2 separate regions of the Mus musculus genome follow, and region 1 is linked to region 2. A link is a contact called in public HiChIP or PLAC-seq data. All regions are on one chromosome and are shown on one strand. Each heading gives the region's core, a stretch centred on a gene start, on an enhancer-like site or on the middle of the called end of the contact. The rest is flanking DNA. Distances are from core to core; before and after follow the strand shown. Region 1 overlaps Osbpl9 (oxysterol binding protein-like 9). Region 2 overlaps Nrd1 (nardilysin, N-arginine dibasic convertase, NRD convertase 1).

What was found. HiChIP or PLAC-seq counts read pairs in DNA pulled down with a chosen protein or histone mark.
Region 1: a CTCF HiChIP or PLAC-seq map of the NIH/3T3 cell line shows a contact between it and region 2, with 14 read pairs. The contact joins two enhancer-like sites. A contact is called at or near these places in 1 of 39 promoter capture datasets (the C10 cell line), 2 of 15 datasets of contacts at CTCF or cohesin (the NIH/3T3 cell line and large pre-B cells), 14 of 484 Hi-C or Micro-C datasets (the C10 cell line, CD4 T cells, CD8 T cells and 11 more), 5 of 115 datasets of contacts at active chromatin or transcription factors (the NIH/3T3 cell line, embryonic stem cells and fibro-adipogenic progenitors) and 3 of 9 other capture datasets (adipose tissue, liver and pancreatic islet).

Annotation. Positions count from the first base shown.
Region 1 is chr4:109,146,310-109,150,954 of GRCm38.p6, reverse strand. The region is part of intron 3 of Osbpl9 (oxysterol binding protein-like 9); the gene reads left to right. It overlaps Gm52703 (a long non-coding RNA gene), which reads right to left. Exons shown (of 3, transcript XR_003955256.1): 2 at 647-800. Among named protein-coding and RNA genes, the nearest start is that of Gm52703, 15 kb to the right of the region's middle. Within about 2 kb of position 3,109, at least 85 of the 459 cell types and tissues checked have an H3K27ac peak or open chromatin away from gene starts, as enhancers often do. A contact at or near this core is called in the NIH/3T3 cell line, where this site is marked.
Region 2 is chr4:109,028,078-109,032,718 of GRCm38.p6, reverse strand. It overlaps Nrd1 (nardilysin, N-arginine dibasic convertase, NRD convertase 1), which reads right to left. Exons shown (of 31, transcript NM_146150.3): 7 at 3,846-3,968; 8 at 212-269. Among named protein-coding and RNA genes, the nearest start is that of Mir761, 13 kb to the right of the region's middle. Within about 2 kb of position 2,273, at least 26 of the 459 cell types and tissues checked have an H3K27ac peak or open chromatin away from gene starts, as enhancers often do. A contact at or near this core is called in the NIH/3T3 cell line, where this site is marked.

The DNA.
Region 1 (4,645 bases), core at 1,860-4,359, 120 kb before region 2:
TAGGACCTTTATATAACAATGCAGTTTAATGCAATTACAAAATGCTATGCCCTCAATGTTCCACTACTCAGAAGCAATAGCAGCGTGGTGATAGTAAACCTATCCCAGCTATCGAATTGCTCCTAAGTAACTGATAGGAACCAGACACTTTTCCACCCACTGTGAACATTAACTGCTAACCCGCAAGTGCAGATAGCTTAGCTTCTTGTTTTAGAGTTGGAGAAAGTGAGTTTTAGGAAGCCCAAGTGGTAGAGCCAAGATTTGTGCTCAGCTCCATCTAGGTCAATGGTTCTTTCTTTCCTTTCTTTTTTTTTTTGTTTTTTTGTTTTTTTGTTTTTTGAAAACCCTGTGTAGCCCTGGCTGTCCTGGAACTGGAACTCACTCTATAGACCAGGCTGGCCTTGAACTCAGAGATCCACCTGCCTCTGCCTCCCAAGTGCTGGGATTAAAGGTGTGCGCCACCACTGCCTAGTTAGGTCAGTGGTTCTTAAAGTGTGTTTGCAGATAGAGCTTCAGCACCATGGGGGGTGTGCTAGGAATGCCTCTCTTGCCCTGTGACTCAGCAGCTCTGGAATGTGTCCTCTCCAGGGATTATAATACACTTGAAAGCTTAAGATCCAGAGGCTAGATAAGTAGCTGTACTTACATACAAGTTTACTCTTGCAACAACCTTAGAATCGTCCTCAGTGTATAGATGAGTGAGGTGTAGTGTCAAATGACTTGGTCTTGATTGTAGATTGCCCATAGTGTGCATGGTTTCATTTGTATTGAAGGGATCTCTTGGCTTCAGCAAACCTGATCTGTAAAAAAATATTTTTTTTTTAAAAGGTGAAAACTATGCATCTAGGCGTGGTGGCAGGATTGTAAGTTTGAACATAGACTAAATTACATAGTGAGGCCCTATCTCAAAAACAGGGGAGGGGGGAGCTTTACTGAGGACATCTATTAAACAGTACAAACTTTAGTTAAATTTATCTGGAATATTTTATAGTGACACAAGTTTCCTGAGATAAAATATACCACTTTTAAGGATGGAAAAGAAGCTTAAGTTAGAGCTATGTAAGTCTCCATGGAAAAAGTCACCTGTGGTTGGCCTGATAAACCACTGCTTTCAGCTCAGTCCATTAAAGCCTGATTGTTTACTAAAGTGCAACCTAGTGCTCAATACTGAAGAAAAGTATTTAATTTTTAAAAAAGTCCTATTGATCAAGTATATCAGTGCATCAGTGCTTCACTGCATTAATACCAGTCAACTTAGCACACACCCACATGGCCAAGATGCTTAGAATAGACGGTAAGTCATTAGGCTAAAGCATGGTTATAGGTTTGACTGTCTTCTACTTTGAGAGCAATGTTAGCTCAGCATTATCACCAGCGAACAGATGTCACTGTCTTGGGTTGACTTAAGATGTTTCCTCTGTTATGTTATGTTTCTGATTTTTATGTGGTAATGTTTCCAGTACAAAAAGTCACACATTTCATGTAAAGGAAGTGAATCAGCTCTAATTAATTCTGTAATTAGCTGGTTTAATTTCAGTGGTACTCGGGATATTTGTGTGGGTTGATAGAGCTGGACTCGTGTGTTGGGAGTTGGTTATATTGCTGTGGGAGGATTAGATCTCGCTAGTGTACCTATGTTCTTCTTAATTTGTTTTCTACTTTCAATCCTCCCTAGATATTTGAAATTATAATCTTCCCAAGTTTAATTATGAACTCCAGTATAGTGAGTAGCCAGTTAGACCTACCTCTCTAATCCATTTTTATTTTTGTTAGTAATTTACATTTTATTCCACAATTCATTTTTCTTACTCACTAAAATAAATTTTCAATGTAACAATCTAAGGAGAGTATTGAAAAGATGACGCTAATTATCACTCCAGTCCTTCTTCCTGAAGGGAAGAACAATGCCATTTCCTTGACCCTTCAGTCCTGTGTATGTTTAAGAACAACTTTTCCTGTGGCTACTAGGTAACTTTTATGTAGCCATGACAAGATACCTGATGGAAACAACTTAAAGGTGAGAAATCCCATTCAGCTCATGGTTTCCAAGGCATAATTAGTGTACCATGCGGTAGAGGGCATAGCAGAGCGGTAAGTGGGAATGGGGGTTTATTTGGGTTACTTCGGGAACACAGACAACTGAAGGGAAATGTGTCATGGAAAGCCACATCTCAGCATGGGCGGTGACTCTTGGAAGCTTCAGTTGCTAGAGCTCCCTGCAGGCAGTCATCAGTCTTCTGTCTCAAGCAAGTGCTGCTTATATATTATATAACCTTGGGAGGAGACCTGTGGATCTTACTTAGTAGGCAATCTTTTCAGTTTGGGGCACATTGCTTGGTGTGTGCTGGTGGAGAGAGAGAGTAAAGATTCATAATGAAAGGAACGTTTCTACAAGCCGTTAGACATATGTAGAAAACTCTAGGGTTCAATTTACTTCATCCAGTTTTGTTTTATTCTGGTTTGGTTTTTGATTTCTGGAGACTGGGTTTATCTGTGTAGCCTTGGTTGTCCTGGAACTCACTCTGACTGGATTTGAACTCAGAGATCCACCTACCTCTGCCTCCAGAGTGCTGGGATCAAAGGTGTGGCCCACCACTGCCTGGCCGCTAAGGGCCAGTTTAATGTTATGCTGGTCCTTCACAGGGATCGAACCCACCCTAGTGAGGTAGATATTTTTATCCTCACCATCCAGGGGTGGGCTTGAGGCTTGTATTAATTTGTATTTTTGGTCACACATGCAGGAAGTAACAGGGCCAAGATTTATATTGACAATTCTCATTATACAGTACTGTTTGTTTCCACCTTACTTTCTTGTGATTCTGGGTCAGTCACTCTGACTTATATTTTATCATACCGGAGCCCCTTTGTATCCACGTCACTTTCTCCCATTGCAGTATTAGTGTTTCATGGGAGTAGGTGTCGCAGGGTTCTTCTGTGCTCAGTGTATATCCAAGCAGAGGTCGACACTGCCTGGGCCCACTGAGGCAAGGTTAACTGGGACATTGGTCACATGGTAGTGAGTCACATCACAAGGCATGCTCAGTTCTGTCACCAACTATTAGGGAGGCTTGGAAGCCTAGCCACAGGACGCATGGGGATGTTCCCTGAATGGAGTTAATGACCAGGGAGTCAGACATTGACCTGTGCTCCATCTTCTTTCAGTTCTGGTCATGCTGCACAGTTCTCTTCTTACGCCAGCAGAGGGAGCAGTTCAAAGTGTTCGAGGGGAAAAAGCCCAACACATCTTCCTAGTTATTTGTTCTGTTCAGAAACTTGGTTTTCCTAGGAAAACTGAAGTGGTGCCTGAAATGGTGATGGTGCACAGTGATCTGCATAAACATAAATTGTGTTTGTCGTGAGTGCTGAATCGATGACATTCGATAGCTGTGTCTAGATTGTCTTCTAGAGGATGGGGCTGAAGCTTGTGGGACGTGCAGGGTTGTAACTACAGTCTTGATCTAGAAGTGTATCCTTTCTGAAGGAAAGGCAAAGATATTGTATTAGCAGCTTAGAGCTAAATATAGAAGAGAGAGGAAGTGGCTTGCTGCTGTTTGCCCTGAGCAGAATTCCTTGGAGAAACTGGAGCCAGAATGAAACCTTCAGATGGAATGTTGTTCTTGATAATTCAGAAATGCCTTCCCGCTTCTCCACTCCACAGGAACATGCGCACACTTCTCTTTAAGTACAAAAGCTCCCCCCCCCAGGAGCTAAAGAATGTCGTTTTTTCTAAGCATTTTATTAAAGTATAAGCATTTTATAAAGTAGCATACATTCATTATTATAATTTCTTGTAGGCTTCTGTTACTTTGTTAGGTCTTATCTAATTGATCTTGTTTATTTCAAAAGCAAACAAAAGAATTAGTAGCTGATTCATTTTTCACGTGTCACTTGCTTTGTTTTAGTCTTTTTCATAAATTTTACTTATTATTTCATTTTTATTGGCTTGTCTCACCCTGCAGTCTGGACCTGGAACTCTATCTAGACCAAACTGGCTTTGAACTGAGGGGTGATCCCCCTGACTCAGCTCTCCAAGTGCTGGTCATTCAGGCATGAGCTGCCACACCTAGCTCCTTCCTGAATTTTTTTTTTTTTTTTTTTTTTGAGAGACAGGGTTTTTCTGTGTAACCCTGGCTGTCCTGGAACTCACTCTGTAGACCAGGCTGGCCTCGAACTCAGAAATCCACCTGCCTCTGCCTTCTGAGTGCTGGGATTAAAGGTGTGCGCCATCACGCCCAGCTTTTTTTGTTTTTAAATAGGCATTGATTTCTCCTCCCCTTTTTTTCTTTATTAATCCAAGTAAAGTGATTATATCTTCCTTTCCTTTTGACCTTCTGTATGTCTCCTTGTGAGCTGAGACTTGGTTTGGCCCCTTAAAATCACCTTCTTTTGCCCCACTCTTCCCTCTCATCCCAAAATGCATTAAAGAGAAATTCTCATTTTTTCCCATAATAACATGTATTTGAATACTTCTTACTCATAAATTCAGTAAAACTTTTATTATTTTCTTAAAGACAAGTCCTGAAATATGGCTTTGGCTTACTTGATATTTGTTATGTATCCCAAGCTGGTTTTGAATTCAAATCCTCCCACCTAAGCTTCCAGAGTGCTGGGATTGCACGCAGGTATTGTACCATTAGCTTCTAGG
Region 2 (4,641 bases), core at 1,024-3,523:
GAACTATAGAAATTATGGAAAAATGTTCCTATCTTAGCTTTTCTACTCAAAAGTAATATGATCTTGACTAAGTTAGTAAACTTCCTTAGGTCTTAGTATTACAACCTTTGAAAAAAACAAAAACAAGAACAAAAATACCTTTGGGACTTACACAAAAAGGTGTGCCCTTTAACTGTGGAGACATGTAACTTACAGAAAGCAACTGTCTTACTTGTTTGGTATCTGAGAGAAGATCTCCGTCACCCACTTTTCCAAAGTGTCCAGGGTTTCTTGAAGAACGATGAGGGGAAGGGGTGTGGAAGAACAGGACACACAATCGTTAGTCAGTGGAGAAAACTGTGGCCACACTGGAGGTTGTCTTTTATACACTTGTGAATGAGGCTAACATCGACTGCTATTAACCTAGCAGAAGTACCTACCGGGAAAGCTATCCGGGAAGGCTATCAACAGAGAAGAAAAACCGTACCACACCCACAGTTTTGCTAGACTCTAACTGCCCACTGACAAGGTTAGAAAAGGCACACAAGGTTTTGCTAGTGACAAACCATGTGATTATCATGAGAGAACTCTTGAGCTTAATTCCCAGTAATTTGAAGAAAAGAAACTAAAGGCAAAATTAAAAAAAAAAAAAAAAAGACTAATCAAGTTTTGAATTTAAGCCAAACTTTACTTACACAGATAGTTCACTTGTTGTTAGATTTGTGCGTGTGTGTGTGTGTGTGCGTGTGTGTGTGTGTGTGTGTGCGTGTGTGCGTGTGTGTGTGTGTGTGTGTACCACTGTGCATGTGAGGAGTTCAGAGGACAATTTGCAGGAATACCTTGTTTATCCCCAGGATTAAAATCAAGGAGTCGTACTTAGAAGCAAGCACCTTAATCTGCTAAAGTATTTGTCAGCTCTATTTAAGTATTTGATGTTGTGATGTGTTGTGATGTGATGTGTGTACAAGTAGGGTCCAAAGGTTGATATTTGCTGTCTCCCTCAATCGTTCTCCGCTTTTTAATTCTTCTCTCATATATTATATCCCAAATACCTTTTTTTTAAAGTTACTCCTAAATACCTGCAAAAACCTACTTTTAATTACATTTGTTTGTGTGTGAAGTCACCATGTAGATGCTGTAGACTGAACTCATACTTGGTCTTACCTGCCAAACCATCTCACTAGTCCTTCCTCCTCAATATTCTCTACACGGCCTCTGGAACCTGGAGCTTGCTAACTCAGCTAGCCCGGCTAGCCAGCAAGTCTGAGGGATCCGCCCTCTCTGCCTCCCCAGAGCTGGGGTGGCACGTGCCATAGGTGCTGGAGTCTGAACTCAGATCCTCATGCCTGTGAAACAAGCTCTTCAGGAACTGAGCCATCCATCTCCTCAGACCCAGAAATTTGACTTTTAAGTAGCATAAAAAGAGAAATTCTCAAAATCAAAAAACTCTAGATTATATGTGATCTCATCACAATTCTATTGTTTATTTTAGAATTTGACAATAAGACTTAGGAGACTAAGGTAGGTGAATCTCTCTGAGTTCAGGGCAGGCCAAGTCTATACAGCAAGTTGAGGGATACAAAGAGACCCTGTCTCAAAAACAAACAAAAATCTGCACCAGTATCAATCACTGTATCAAACAGGAAAAGATCACAAAGGGACAAACACCAGAGTGAATAAAACTTCATATGCATGAAGTAATTTGCAACAATTTATAAATTAACCTCTATACTAAAAATAAGCAATGCCTGCTACAACAATATAAATGCAATTTAGAATCACATTTTTGGATTAATTTTGAAAAATGAAAACTGTTTCATATGTTATCAGCTTTGTTTGATCTCAATTTTGAAGAGGTTGGGTCAAAATTTTATAGAACGGAGAATGATATTTGGTGAGAGGAGAAGAGAAGAAACATGCAAACTATAATGTCAAAAGGAATTGTTTAACACGTGATTATTAGGACATCTACAAAAGGTTAAACCCCCAAGACAACAGAAGTTACTGGAGTCTCCTCAGTGAGTCACTAAGATAATCAGGACATGGAAGGAGCAGAGATGCTCTTCAGTCTTGACATTTAGAATGCTTCTATCATTGCTACAGGATTGCTCTTAATTATCTTATAGGACCTTTATATAGGGATGAACAAACAGCTTGCCCTGTAAGTTTATGAGCAATATAAATATAAAACCACAAATATGAATCATCTGAAAAGAAAACACAACAGCTGAGCTAGGTGTGGTGGCACATGCCTGAAATCCCAGAAGGTCAAGGCTACATGAGCCCCTGTCTCAACCACACATGACCTCTGAGTAGTACACCAGTATACTCATACGCACTTGAAGTTAGTCCATAAATGACCTATTTCTGTGAGAGATGATTTGTATGAGATGATCTACGTTTCTGTGAACTTTGCCATTACTTTGTAACATATTCATTTCCTTCCATTTTTAAGAAATATTTGTATTTATGTATAGTGGTGTGTGTGTGTGTTGTATGTGTTGTGTGGTATGTGTATTAGTGTTGGGGTGCTGGTGGAGACCAGAAGAAGATGTGCGATCCCCTAGAGTTGTAAATATAGGCAGTTGTTAGGCACCCATCACGGATGCTAAGAACCAAAGTCTGGCTCACTGCAAGCAGAGCAAGCACTCTGCTGAGTCATCTCTCTAGCTCCAGTTTGTAATTTGCCAGATAATAGAGTAACAATATGCCATAGTGACTCAAACATCCTATGAAAGTAGAACAGTTGATCTTTGAACAACATGTGGGAATATTGACCCCTGGGGCAGTAAATACACACCCTCACACACAAACACACACCCTCACACACACACCCTCACACACACACACCCTCACACACACACACCCTCACACACACACACACACACACCCTCACATACACACACCCTCACACACACACACACACCCTCACACACACACACACCCTCACACACACACACACCCTCTCACACACACACACACACACACACACACACACACACCCTCACACACACACCCTCACCCATACACACACCCTCACACACATACACCCTCACCCATACACACACCCTCACACACACACACACCCTCACACACACACCCTCACACACACACACCCTCATCTCTATGGGACTATATGTGCATGCTCTATGATTGTGCATGTGTACATGCATGTGTTCATATGTATGGAAGCCAGAGGTCAAATGTCCTTCTCAATTGTTTTCCATCTCATTTTTGACTATCCCAAAAATTGACTAACAGCCAGATCTTCACAAAAGCCATATCAGTAACATAAACTACCTATTGACATGTACTTTAGATTTCATACACATTATATACGGTGAAGACTGTTCAAGTACTGAGACCTTTTTAAAAGAAAAAAAAAAAGCCTACAATACAGTTGACTAGAGCAGACTAACTCTCCGTGTGGACATGATCAGCAGCTTCATGCAGATGTCACAACAGTGGAGAAGGATAAGAAACGATGTCAGTACTAATTGACTACCATTCATTCCATGTAGTTATGCTTTAATACATTTGCGTCTGTTTACATTTCTCTCTGCTGTAAATGATGCAATGTGTTTATCCAGGTTTAGATTAAATGTATACTTTATAGATTTGTGTATATTTTATGGTAATAAATAAAATAAAATATTATGTACATGTATTTTATGTATTCATGTCATCTAGCTTTTTCTTAAATTTTTTTTCTTTCTAGGCTATGTGTTTCATCTGTAAGGTTTTCTAAAATGCTGCAAAATTTCAAAAATAAACTGCATCTGAATGGACTCTTGCTACTCAAGACCTGTTAATCAAGGGCAAATGATACTTCAGAGTAACTCTAGGGGTGTAACAGATAACACTACCTTTGGACTGAACAACTAAGGTCATGTAATGAGCAGAGTAGTAGCGCATCCAGAATTCTCTCAGTCTGGCATGTGTATCAATGTTATTCTTCTTTGGTTCATGCTTGAGTGTCTCAGCATTTCCTATAAAAAATTTAAAACATTAAAAATTATAGAAGTAACTGTTAAAGGTCTTCTACACCAACAATGAGTTTTCTACAAGCTTAGAAAACCTATGAAATTACCCAAGTGACATGTAGTAATAGCATAAGCCAGGAGACAATTCTGAAATAGACACATAGGGATTGATGGTTGGAAAAAACCTCAACAACTGACAGTAATTGCCTAAAGTTCCTTTCTTGATAGTCTAGTATTAAATTGGTTTTCCCCTCTGAATTATTTTACTAAAATTCTGCCTAATTCTTAAAAATAAAACATAAAAAGCTAGTATGCCATAAGTTACACAACAGATACAGAAAAATATTATAAAACAGCCTTGAATTAGATCAATCCATCCTGGCCTCTATACTATGACAAGATTAACAGATTACAACTGACATCTACCAACAATAAAAAGCCATTATGAAAAGCAGATACCAGTTCAACGGCTTACCTGTTAAACAAAATTAGGCCACAGCTCAAAAAGTATTAGAAAACCATTCCTGAGTGTCTCTTGATAAATGGAAACATCAGGTTGGGGTGCAGACTTTACAATCAGATAAAGAGATACTCAAACCCCCATCAAATATTTATGACCTGTGTAAATTAAGCAAATCACTCAACTTCCAGAGCATGTTTATCTTTAAATGGAGATTAT